2 separate regions of the Arachis hypogaea genome follow, and region 1 is linked to region 2. Evidence: chromatin contacts called from public Hi-C data. All regions are on one chromosome and are shown on one strand. Each heading gives the region's core, a stretch centred on a gene start, on an enhancer-like site or on the middle of the called end of the contact. The rest is flanking DNA. Distances are from core to core; before and after follow the strand shown. Region 1 holds the start of LOC112743490 (L-type lectin-domain containing receptor kinase VIII.2). Region 2 holds the start of LOC112743485.

The links. Hi-C and Micro-C count contacts between places; a contact is called where the count stands out from the background.
Region 1: a Hi-C map of leaf shows a contact between it and region 2, with 3 times the contacts expected there. The contact joins the promoter of LOC112743490 here to the promoter of LOC112743485 in region 2. A contact is called at or near these places in 2 of 8 Hi-C or Micro-C datasets (both in leaf).

What each region holds. Positions count from the first base shown.
Region 1 is chr14:91,044,115-91,050,252 of arahy.Tifrunner.gnm2.J5K5, reverse strand. It overlaps LOC112743490 (L-type lectin-domain containing receptor kinase VIII.2), which reads right to left and starts at 3,629. Exons shown (of 1, transcript XM_025792706.3): 1 at 2,007-3,629. The coding sequence starts at 3,344. The coding sequence ends at 2,289.
Region 2 is chr14:90,650,311-90,656,708 of arahy.Tifrunner.gnm2.J5K5, reverse strand. LOC112743485 reads left to right here and starts at 3,816. Exons shown (of 7, transcript XM_025792697.3): 1 at 3,816-4,119; 2 at 4,490-4,739; 3 at 5,254-5,451; 4 at 5,542-6,199; 5 at 6,295-6,383. The coding sequence starts at 3,940.

The DNA.
Region 1 (6,138 bases), core at 2,380-4,879, 390 kb before region 2:
CTCTTAGAAAAAAAAGTTGCTACATCTGTTATTCATAAATTAATTCGAAAATATAGTCTATGAGAAATAGATTAAAAAAACGTGGTTGGTGATTGCTGATGATCAATTGACCAGGATGATAATGGTTAGTCTTCTTTTTGTAGCCTTAGAGTGATAATGCCTCTGAAAATTAAGAGTCCCATTCGTTTCTCTAAATATTGTTGATAATGTTATGCTATACCCGACTTTTAACTCTAAAATGTAGTGATTATTAAGATTGCTCTGCTTTATTTTGATTCAAGAAAATGAATACCTATTGATTTTAATTTGATGCGATGCAATATTTGATTCTTGTCTTTTGTTTTTCTAATTTTTGTTTTGAGAAAACGGTTGAATCTTGGACAAAGCTTTTGATATTTGCCAACTAAATACAATTGTAATTGATGTAAATTTGATTTTTTTAGTTGTTTTTTGTTTGAAATGAAAAATATGTTTGGACGGATCTGGTGTTGAGGTCAGGGTTCAATGCATTTGTTGGGTGTTCTATGTTGGTTAGTATTATTTCAAATGCAATGTAAATACAAAGGAGAAATGTTGATCACTTAATTTTTGTGGGGAATATTTTTTGGGTTTCCCATGGCATTGTTCAGCTGATGAGTAAATTGACTATTCGACTAACCCAACTTGGTTTATTTGTGGCGAATTTTCAATAGACAAGATCTTTTGCAAATAAGCATGTATATCCATCCGATATCATCTCTTTGGCAGCAAGTATTGACCATGAATTTAAATGTCTTGATTCTTCTTCCCCAAGAAACTAATTGTTTAGATATTTTATAGTTCTATTATTTCATTATGAAGGCAAGTTTTGTTAGACAGTTCAATGTTTCTGTAAACTAATAACCAATTTGGTTCAACCTGTAATTTGCTTTCAATGAATAAATTCTCTGTAATAGAAAGCAATCAATAGATGACCTAAAAATGGCATATGAAGTCATCAAAATCGCTTAGCCACCACCTTCTCGACGAGCATAGCCAGCAACGTCACATGGTTAACATTAATTGACGAAGGCAGAACATATAGTACACACATTTGTGAATTATGATAAAGCCACAACTTGGTAAGAAAATACCAAACCCATGTGATGATGTGTTACGACCGAAGCTGACCGAGGAACAAGAAACTAACTTCAAAACTCAAATCTAAACATAAATAAACTATGTGATAAAAACATGCCAAAAGGAAGCAGGCAACTAAAAATATTCCTACAATTGCATTCAAATAAAAAAATATAGTAAGTAACCAAACCAGATAATATAAAACTAACTATTGATTCTAGTACCTAACCCCCACCTTGAGGGAAACAAGTTTACTGACTTAGAATTTTGAATATATAAAACTTACATCCAAAAAAGGTTTATCACAAGCAGTCAAGCAGATTCAAATTCTCTTCCGCAAGCAACTATCCAAAGTAAATGGTTTGCAGGATGCTTTAAAGGAATTTACTAAAACAAAAAGACCAGCAACTAAAATGTTTGATGTTTCATGCGTCTCATGAACCAAAAAAAACTTAATTTCAAGTGTGCTAGATGTTAGCAACAGGCACTATGAAGTGCACAAACAAATCGAAATTCTGGTACTCTCAAAAGATAGTTGCATTACTAAGATTGGTGAAGGAAAGAGTACAGAAAGGCTATGTTATTTCAGAAACCAGAAATCAAGTTACAGACAAGACTATCTAAATATGAATATCTTAAGATAAAAAATACAATTTCAGATCAGACCATGCTTAACATCAATACTCCATTCACTGTTGCACCTTTTTATGGCAACCAATGCTTGAGTTAATTTACTGTGTCAGTAAATGGAAAACAACATAACATCAACATAAAGGATTCAACAAATCAAAGGAGATAGTGTTGTGTAGAAGCAACTCATCCATGTATCATAATTTTCTTATATTTGCATCCCTAAGCAAATAAATATAAATCCACATTGGTACTAATGTACTATGGGCCAATCAACATTGAATAAGTAGATTGATTGTGGTTATTAGTGATAACCATATATATAAATCTCTATCAGCAACATTACACAATATATTGATAAACAAAAAAGGGGTAAGCTATGTAATATTGGATGCAGAGTTGGATCTGGATCTCAATTATCTTAACAAAAGACAATAACGTAGGAAAAAGTAAACTAACCAGTTCTTTCCCAGAAGATTACAACAAAACAAAACCTGAATACAAGCAACATTGATTTACAACACAACTGTGAATGGCGCAATTAGCTCCCTCCTGCAGATCTACTCCTTAGCACCTTTGATGGGTTTATCTACAACAACGTCGACTTTCTTGTACTCGAAATCCATTGGCTGCATAACAAACTCCTCCGGCATTACCGGACGTCTATTGCCGAAGATGGTCCACACATAAAGCACAACAAATGCTGTCAAAGCTCCACATCCGGCACCGAATATCATAGCAGCAAGAATCCTCAAAAGGCAGTCACTCTTTGGTTTCACCACCGGAGCCTCAGTTTCCTTGGTAGCAAGGACCTTCGGATCGATGGGCTCAGAGTGCATCCAATGCGGGAAAATCCTCAAAACAAAGCTCCACGAATAGAGAAAGCATGCTTGAGAGCTATTAATATTATCATCCTTTTTCACTGGACTAAATCCCACAAACATTTCTTTGGACTCCCAAACACTTGGGAAATCAATTGAATGCCATAGAATTGGATCATATGGCCTTGAATGACCAAACTGATTCAATCTAACTTCTAATCTCCTAGAACTTGCAACATAATCAATCCAAGCATGCATTTTTTCACCACTTCTTACAACAGAAGAAACATTGCTTTTTTTAGCAGGAACTGAATCACCAACCTTAATGGCCACATTAAAACTAGCAGAACCCCTATTTGCAATACTAAACTCAATACCAACAACATCGAATCCGCTTTTTCCTTTCAATCCAAGAGAGAACCCTGATGAGTTATTACCAAAAAACTCACCTTCAGAACCACTTGGAACCATAACAAAAGCCAAGCCATCCCCACCTTCATTGAAGGAAATTGAAAAAGCAAAGTAGGTTGAAAATGAGACCAAACCCTTTGATGCAGCATCAACAAGCTTGATGGGGTTCTTTCTCATCACTTTACCAGACCCAGAGAGCATAACCTCAGACTCGCCATTGACAACCCTTGCATTACCATAAAGTGCTACACTTTGCTTGAAAATTGGATCTTTTCCGAAGTCTGAGAACGAAAAAGATGGAACTGGGTTCAAAGCTTGGATTTTGAGGAACAAGTTGAGGAATGTGAAGGCAACGATGTAGTGAGAAGTGGAAAATGAGGCCATAATTGAAATGGGCTTGAGCTGAATCTTGAAGTGTGTGGCTCTCTAGTGTTGGTGAGTTAATCCCATTTGCATAAAAAAAGGTGAATTTTTCTTTTCCTTTTCTGTTTCTAGGGTTTGTGGAGTGAAGAAGAGAAGAGAAAGTAGCCGAGAAAGTAAAGAATATTATTGGGAGAAGTTCAAGTTGTTGGGTTTGGAGGTTTGTGAAAATTAAATAAAAGGTTTTTAACAGAAATAGTAAATCAATTTGGGTTAAGTGGGATCGTCGAGTGGGCAACTTACTTGACTGCTTCGATTTTCGCTTTATGCAGTATCTTATAAATGGAATTTCTATCTGCCAAAAAATAGTCTTTCACCTATTGAGTTCGGAGATATTATGAACAACAAAAAAAACCAATGTAATTAGATATTTTTTAAAAATTATCTATTATTTAATTTAAAAAAAAAACTCTAAAAAATAAGTAAATTTTTTATAAAAAAATAAATAATTTTTTTTAAGAATAAATATTTAAATTAATTAAATAATATTATTTAAATACTAAAGACTAAAAATTTAGAGTATAAGTAATATTTTTCATAAAAAAAAAAGTTTTTAACTGCTTTTTTCTGCAACTTCGTGCTTCACCACACTTTCCCTCTGTGGTTGCCGAACAATGGAATATAATAAATGATCCGTCACCTTATAACTCGGTCTTTATTATGCATTATGAGTTATAACTCGGCGTTAACTATCATTCATTCTTTTGTTTGTAACTGACACCTTCATTACCGACTTAATGACCATCATTTCTATCTTAATGACCAAACGGTCATAACATCAATTCTATTCATCAATTTTATACCTATAAAAAGAACCTTCTATATCTAATCTCAATAATACATTCTATATTCATAGAATTATTATAAACACAACATAACACATGATAACTTTCATTTCATGTCTTACATTCTATATTCATAGAATTATTCTTATACCTCTTAAACACTTATTGACTTGAGCGTCGGAGTGTTTTTTGCAGGCAGGTACCCACCCTCTTGTTCTCTCCTTGCCGACGTATAACTCATCCCGACGAGAAGCTTGAAGACATTCATCGACGGACGAGCTATACACCGGTCAACCTCAGCAAGAACAATAAAGATTTTTATTTTATTATTATCATATATCTTTTGTTTTCTTCTTTGCAATTTGTGGCCTTTTCCACCCTTTCCTTGTCAATGTTCACTATTTTTGGGAAATTGTTGTACACCCTACAATTATTCATAAGCAGTTACTTTTACTTATAATGTTAAGAAATTATATATTGTATAGAATCAAGAATAAATAACTAACAAAATGCTACATAGAGATATCTATTTCTATTTCTAATATAAGAAAAAGTTTAGTGCATAAATTTTTCCTAAAATATTATATATAATTTATAAAAATTATATTGGAAAAACATGAAAATAAAATATTTTAGTTAGAACTTGACAAATTGTCATTTTGATTAATCTTATTATTATTATTATTATTATTATTATTATTATTATTATTATTATTATTATTATTATTATTAAATCACTAGTGCATTATAATTGCATGTAACAAATTTAAAATGCATATCCAATATTGTTAGTGAAAGTCAGTTATGCACATAAATTTTTGTAAAAAATAATTAAACATGCTCTATCATTAAAAATATTTTATTGTAACATATAATTTTTCCTTCTTTTTAATGAGACCTGAAGTTAGAATTGATTTGGTTAAACTTTTTGGAGAAGTAGGCGTAGTTTTTAAAAATATAATCAATTTATTTTATATTTGATAAATTAAAAAAATGTACTTTTATTTAAAATTTTTAAAATTTAGAAGTACTTTTGAAATATTTAAAAATATCTTTTTTAAAGTTAGTTTGTATTTATTAAAGTAAAAAAATTTAATATAATCTCATGTATAATGTAATAAATATTTAAATTTATCCTTATGTTTATATCAATTATGGTTTTTTTTATTTATAATTTAAAAATTATTTTATCAAACATAATTGTTGTTTACATATTTATTGCAAGTCATTTTTGTTTGATTTACGAAACATAAATATTAAAACTTATAAAAAAAATTATATTTCAAAAACTAGCTCCGATGGATTACTTCCAAAAAAAAAATTTTACTAAATCGATCGTTTATTTATGTTAAGCTAAAGCCTCAATTTAGTTGGAGTAATATAATTATTACAGTTTTTTTATTTATTTCTTTGTCTAAATTCTTACACCAATTTGGTTGAAGCTTTTTTTATTTAAATAAAAAATTATTTATTAACTTGGATAAAGTGAGAAACATTTTCAGTTTTATGTATTATATTGTGAGGGTATTTGGGCTAGTATGCAAAATGCACTAAAACAAATTACTCCAATTTTGTAGTAAAAATTGCAAAATAGGCTCAATTCAAAATCGATAATATTTCGCTAACAAGTCAGCAAAATACATGTAACCAGCAAAATACATTAGAAATTGAGTATATCCTACTTCGTAATTAAGGTAGCGAAATACGTGTAGTCTACCATTATTTCACAACGGTTTAATTATTCCGATGATTTTTATAGTTTTGCAAAATTTTTAATTAGGTTTCTGTACTTTTTTTTTAATTAAGTTTTTGTACTAATTTTTTTTTAATTTGGTCATACACTTTTTTTTTTATTTGGGTCTCTATACTAATTTTTTTTTTATTTTTAGTTAGGTCCCTATAAAATTAAGTCAATTACTGCAAAAAAGACCTAATTAAAAAAAAATTTAGTGTAACAACTCAATTAAAAAAAA
Region 2 (6,398 bases), core at 2,567-5,066:
CACTCCTAAGGCTCCTTTAGAAGGGTCAGGCAATCGATCTGCGAAGCCAAGAAAGGCATTAGGAAAAGAAAGAAACTTGAAATGACGTGTAAAAGATTTCTTTTGTGCTAAAGGATCTCGAGTAAAAGCTTGTAAATAACGCTCGAGATATTTATATAAGTGTGTTTCCTTATTCTTTTCCGATACCTCTAAGGCCTCGTTGAAAACATACCTTACCTTCCTAAAATGCCATTTAACCTTGTAATACTTCTCGAATTTAATAATTTTTTCGACATGCTCACCTTTAGTCTTCTTTGATGCTGTAGTAGTCTGCGCAGCAGGAAGGAGTAAGTTAGAAAGAGCTTGGTCAGTCGAAGTGCAATGAGATGCATAAGAAGCCAACCACCACTTATGGAAAGAAGACGTTGATAGAAAGCAGCGAGTAAGGTCAAGCCGTTGATATTGTCCACTCATTCTTCGATGGTTCATGTCAAGAATTTGGTTGAATTCCTTTAATCTCGACACTTCATAATGAATCATTTGTGCTTCGGGGTCAAGGTATAGTTGAAAAGGTGGTTCTTGTGCCAGTCCAAATTAGCGTGACACATATTGAGAAGAGTAAGTAACTAATTTCTTTTTCAAGGCCATTGTCGATTCATGTGGAAGTCCTACTAGGAGGATTTGAGGAGTTAATGTTCGAGACCACAAATCATCAACAATAAATTGGTTTTCTGGTTTGGATTTGGTAAAAGAATGAAGATACTTGACCGAACTACAGCGATAGGTGAAAGGATTGGGATAGTAAGAAGTGTTATCATCAACCTTGATATCGAGAAGTAGGGCAATAAAATGACAAAAGGCATCAATGACAAACATATTTTTTATTTTGACCAAGACAAAAGAGAGAGTCAAATAGCATCAAATGGAGTTTTTGAAATATCAAAAGAGGAAGCTGTGAATCGAGGTTCAAGTATAGCCTTTAACCATAAATTTACAACCCAAAGTGGACCAAATGGGTTAATCTAAGCTTCACCTCGACGAATCTCACTGACTACTAAAGACAAAATTTCATACAGTTGACCTAAGATTAAGGAAGGAAAGTCAATATATTTCTTATGGTGAAGCATGATAGCCAAAGATAGGTAGTTGTTCTTCTGAATCTGAATAGATTTCGAACAAAAAACAAAAGCATTGAGCCATAGAAGTAAAAAATCCTCGCTGTCGATGATAGGGTCATTTTCAAACATCATCAGGGTATTTAGTAGACCATGATACACATTCCCATCAAGAGGAATGTCAATCAAGGCAGACACTTTCATTAGAGTGAAACCCATCATCCCATATGAAAAATGAAGTTGTTGGTGGCAGGACACCAAAAGTACAAACTAGCTCCTAGAAGGAGTGTAGTATATGACAAATCATAAGTAGCAAAGTAATCCCTATCGACTTCCAAATAGACTTATAGGAAGGAGATAATCTCGACATCAAGTCGAAAGAAAGGAACTAGACTCCTTAGGAGGGGCAATTCAGAAAACTCGACTAGAAAAATAAGAAGACTAAATGTTTTTATAGAAAATTAAAGGAAGATGCTCAGGTGGAGTTGGAAAGAAAGAAGAAATGGGTTCAATTTGTTCTTGAGTACAAGAGGCTAGTAACCTTGAAATGAATGAATACTTGGCTCCTCCAAAGATCTATGGTTTCAACATTTGAATTGGGGGCTTTCAAGCTTCCATTGTCGTTATAAAATTGTGCCATGTCAGCTATCAAAGAGGGAGGAGGAATAATTTGAACATCATCGTCTTCCTCGCATTGTTGAGGAAGCTGTTGAGCAATAGTCACCGCACGAGGTGCAGAGACTGCTATAGTAACAACAACGGCCGGAAGGGAAGAAGATATAGAAGCCGTGGTTTCAAAAGCAATTGAGGAAGTAATCGTGGCAATGGTTGCAATGGTTGCGGAAGTAGAAGATGCAACAGTAACAGAAGGTGAGGCGTTTATTGAGATTCCATATGAAAATGGTAGAGAGAATAATGAACAAAAGGGATTTTTGTTTCAAGTGATGAAAATGATGAAGGATGAAAACAATGAAGTAATAATATCCTTAAGATGATTTGAAATATAAAAAATGATGAAAGGCCCATTAAAGTCCATAGAGAACGTTGCGTATTCTTAGAAAAACGTGTGTAACACTTCAGAAACTACATAACTATCTTTTCAAGTTATGAATTTTAAATCTGGCACATGATTAGCATGTGATTGAGTAAAACTTATCATTTCACTTTTGAAAAGACAATTTTTAAGGGGCAATTTATTAATACAAAACATTTTTGACATAATTACTTTGACCATAGTGAAGCGAAATATTGACTACAGCACGCAGGATATTCGTTGAGTCAAAAAAGGCTTAGGTAAAAATATGTTGAGGATACGTAGGTTAATTAAATGTCACATGGTAAATAAGAAGACGTGGGGCTATTACTTGGAAATTAAGGTCCGTGGAGGTCAAGATGAGATTATGGGTAAGAATAAACTGAAGCTAGATCATGGAAGAGAGAAAAGAAGAGACTAGATCGTGGGCATTAGCAAACCAATATAGTGGTCTATAAACAGGAGAAGCTCAGAAGAAATCAGGGATTTCAATTTGAAACACTTCATAATTACACTAAAGCTTTGCAAATTTCAAGTCACACTGACGTGAAGGAGAACCATAGAGTGTAAGTGCGTGTGAGTGTCTGGAATCAGTTTTCAATTCATTTTCTTTTCTTTAAGTAGTTTACTTTTCTTTTCTTCAAGTATTTCGCTTTCTTTTAATGCCAAATTTACTTTCTTATCTAATTAAAGCTTCATTTATTTTGTATTTCCATTTATTGTTGTTATTTACATTATTTGATCCAATTTATATTCAATATTTCATACACAAGTAATCATTCGACACATACACTTAGTAAATCTCAGGTAGAGTTCCCTCTTTTAAGAGGAGTCGTATTTGCTCCCCAAATTGAGATCTTAGTACAAACTTGATTCGATACCCTGTCGAGATTACCAAAAATCAAGCGAAGCACTCTTTAGATATATCACTGTAAGATAAATTAGTCTTCCTTTAAGATGACAAAAAGATTAATTTATCTGACCAGAGTAATTCTTGAAGGCTTATAGAAAATAAAAATTGATGAGACCAAAACATCCGATTTAAAATTCTAAGATTTTATTTTCTGTTTCTTCTGATATTAGATTTTGTTTTGTTTTTTTTTTTTTTTGTTATTCACGATATCTTTCAGCCCGACAGGCAAAAGATAATCAATCGTTAATCTGAGCTCCATGTAACGGTTTACTGCTGGCTAATGGGTTACTGCATGCAGAAGACGGGATTCAAATCCCCCACACTTATTTAAGCGGACGAGTAAATTAACCACTCGACTAACCCAAGTTGGTTTTCTAATATTAGATTGTTGTTGACTGTTAAGGGAGGATGATAGGGTTTCTTTTCCCTGTAATATCGTTTAGTTGTTTTTTTTATTTGGGCTCTACCCTTGTTTTTCCAAATGAAATGGAAATAGGAAACAAGAATAGTTCCCTGTTGGGCTCTTCATAAGTCCATACTCAATAGTCATGACTCGTGAGTCTTATGACCATAGAACAAATCGGTTAAGTTTGGTGATCATTAAAAAAAAATAAAAGGAAAGATCGAGTTTCCACTGACTCGCACATATTTTATTTTGCCGTTTACCGCCAAAACAAACCCAACAAAACACTATTTCACCAAAAAGAATTATATTGTGTTCAAAAACAGTCTCCCGCGTCCTTTGTTATACACTTTCGCTCCTTTTTTCAACACACTCTCAATGCTTAATTTATAGCTTTCTTTCTTTCTCTCTCCATCTCTCTGATCTGAGTGAGACTTTCATTTTCATCTTCCTCTTCATTTCACTTCTGTGAGCCTTGAAGAGAAGAAAGAAAACGATGGCGGGAAAGCCATCCACCAAAGGCAGAAAGGTAGAGACACTGGGGAAAGGGAAGGTCACACCAACGCAGATCGCGTTCATCGTCGATAGGTACCTTTGCGACAACAACTTCTCGTCCACGCGTTCCATCTTCCGAACTGAAGCTTCCTCTCTCATCGCCAATTCACCCATTAATGAGGTATATATTTATATACAACACCTTTTGGTTTTTTCCCCTAAATTGCTATGCTGATTTGTTCATTTGTGCTTTTTATTTGCAGATCCCTTTTGTTTTTCTTTCATTTAGTGCGGATTTGAGCATTTAGGGTTTAGTTTTGTTTGGTCACATAGTTGGAATTCTATCACACATGTTCAAAGCCTTATTTTATTTTACCCCCAATTTCTTAGCGGATATGTGCACCTGGGTCTTCATTTTGGATCATAAGTTCGGTTCTTTATGACATGTATAGAATATGTCACTCAAAATTGGTATATTGTTTATTTTTATCATGAAGTACAAAACCCTTGTTCATGTTAATAGTAAACTTGATTTTTTTTTTTTATTTCAGGCACCGAAGACTCTGTTGACTTTAGGGGAGATGCTGGATGAGTACATAAGCTTGAAGGAGCAGAAGGTGATGTTGGAGCAGGAAAGGGTTCTTATGGAGCAAGAGAAAAATCGGGTTCAGATGCTGTTGCACGGTATGCAGAATGTCATGAACGCTTTCAATGCCAGTGGAAACCTCTCAGCTCTTCCGGCGAAATCTGCAGTTGCTCTTGCTCCTTCTCAACCAGCTTATATTAACAAACCTCAGCCAGGTTGCTTCCTTTGTTCCCATCTAACTTGAATTTTGTTAGTAGTTCATACTTCATATGTATGCAGGTTTTGTGTGGCAGCTATTTCTTCTATTGAAAATGTACTTTTTGTGATTAACCAATGCTCAAATTTGGTATTCCATGGAAGATCATGTTTTAATTAATGTGAATTATGGCATGTAATGTACTAAATAAGAGAAAATAAAGGCAACCGATATGTTTGTAAACGGTACATTACATGCCATTTTGTTTTATTTTTTCCTTCCAAATTTTGGTTCTGAAGAATAATGGAGTGGAGACTTGACTGTGGATATAAGCTTATCTTGGTTATGCTGTGATAAGAAAATCATGCTAATTTGCAGTTGCTTCAGTGCAACAGATATCTGAAAAGTGGATTATAGAATGTAACTTTATTTTGTTTTTCACTGAAAATTGTTTTAATCTGCGGATGTTAGCTTCTTTCAATTCAATTGTTTACTGACCTTACATGATGACGATCTTCATGTTGTTTACTTAGGTGTACCTTCTTCTGTGCAAATCAAATCGCATATACACTCACTGCCTCCGTCTAGCAATACAAATTCAGAGGGTGGAAACTTCTCAACATCTGCGATGAATGTATCCGACAGAAAGAGAAAGGATACTAAAACAGATGCACCTTTAGCTGTGAAAAAGTCTCGTGGTAGGTCAACCAACAAGAAAGTTTCTGTCCAAGGTATAGCTAATTAGCTATCTCCAAAAGGGTCTAAAATATATGCCAATCTTGCGAAAACATGACATTTATTTGCTTTATTGCCATTTTCAGGTCCAAATGTGCTACCGCAGCCTGATAATACCATTGATTCTCAAGTAGTAGGTCCACCAACTTCTTCAATTCGTTCTTCACCAGAGAACTGTGTGCCGAGTGGATCACAGGCTCAAGGATCCAATATTGCTAAATGCTTATTCGACCAATCTTCACTCCCTCCTACTAATAATTCACAACCACCAAAGACACCTACTAGAAGAATAACTTCATCCCAAAGTGGTACACATATCTCACCTCCTGAGATTTCTTCAGTCTCGGGTTGCAATCAAGAGGCTACTCCTACGCGCTGCACTGTGATTTCAACCAAGAGAGTTATGGTCAGCCCTGCGAAACAGATGGCATACATAGAGATGAGCCATTGCATTTCACCTCTGAAGACAGGTTCTGACAAATTAGGAAAGAGAGATCATGTGAGAAGCAGATTGGACTTTGGTTCTGATATGCCAGAGGGCTTGGACAAACAATTGTCTAACGAGGTTTCTACGTCTGAGTCTGAGAAGGAACTGGACATGTTTGACATTGAGTTCCCAAATTTCGATGCTTTAGGAATTGACTTCTCCTTCAGTGAAATGTTAAATGATCTAGAAATACCTTGTGATGGCATTGACTTCAGTTGCCAACCAACATCAAGCCCTTCCATTGAAAATGCTTCAGGGTATTCTTTCTTTTGATGCTATAATAACTATTAAGTTCCTCTGTAATAATAATAATATATCTAACTTTTCATCTCATTATTCCATTGTCAAGCAGCTCACCTCAAGAATGCAATGACACTAATGCTTTAAATGAATTATCAACTGTTTCTGAAGTCCTATGTGAGAAAGATCTGAGAATATTAGGTAATGGAGCTCATT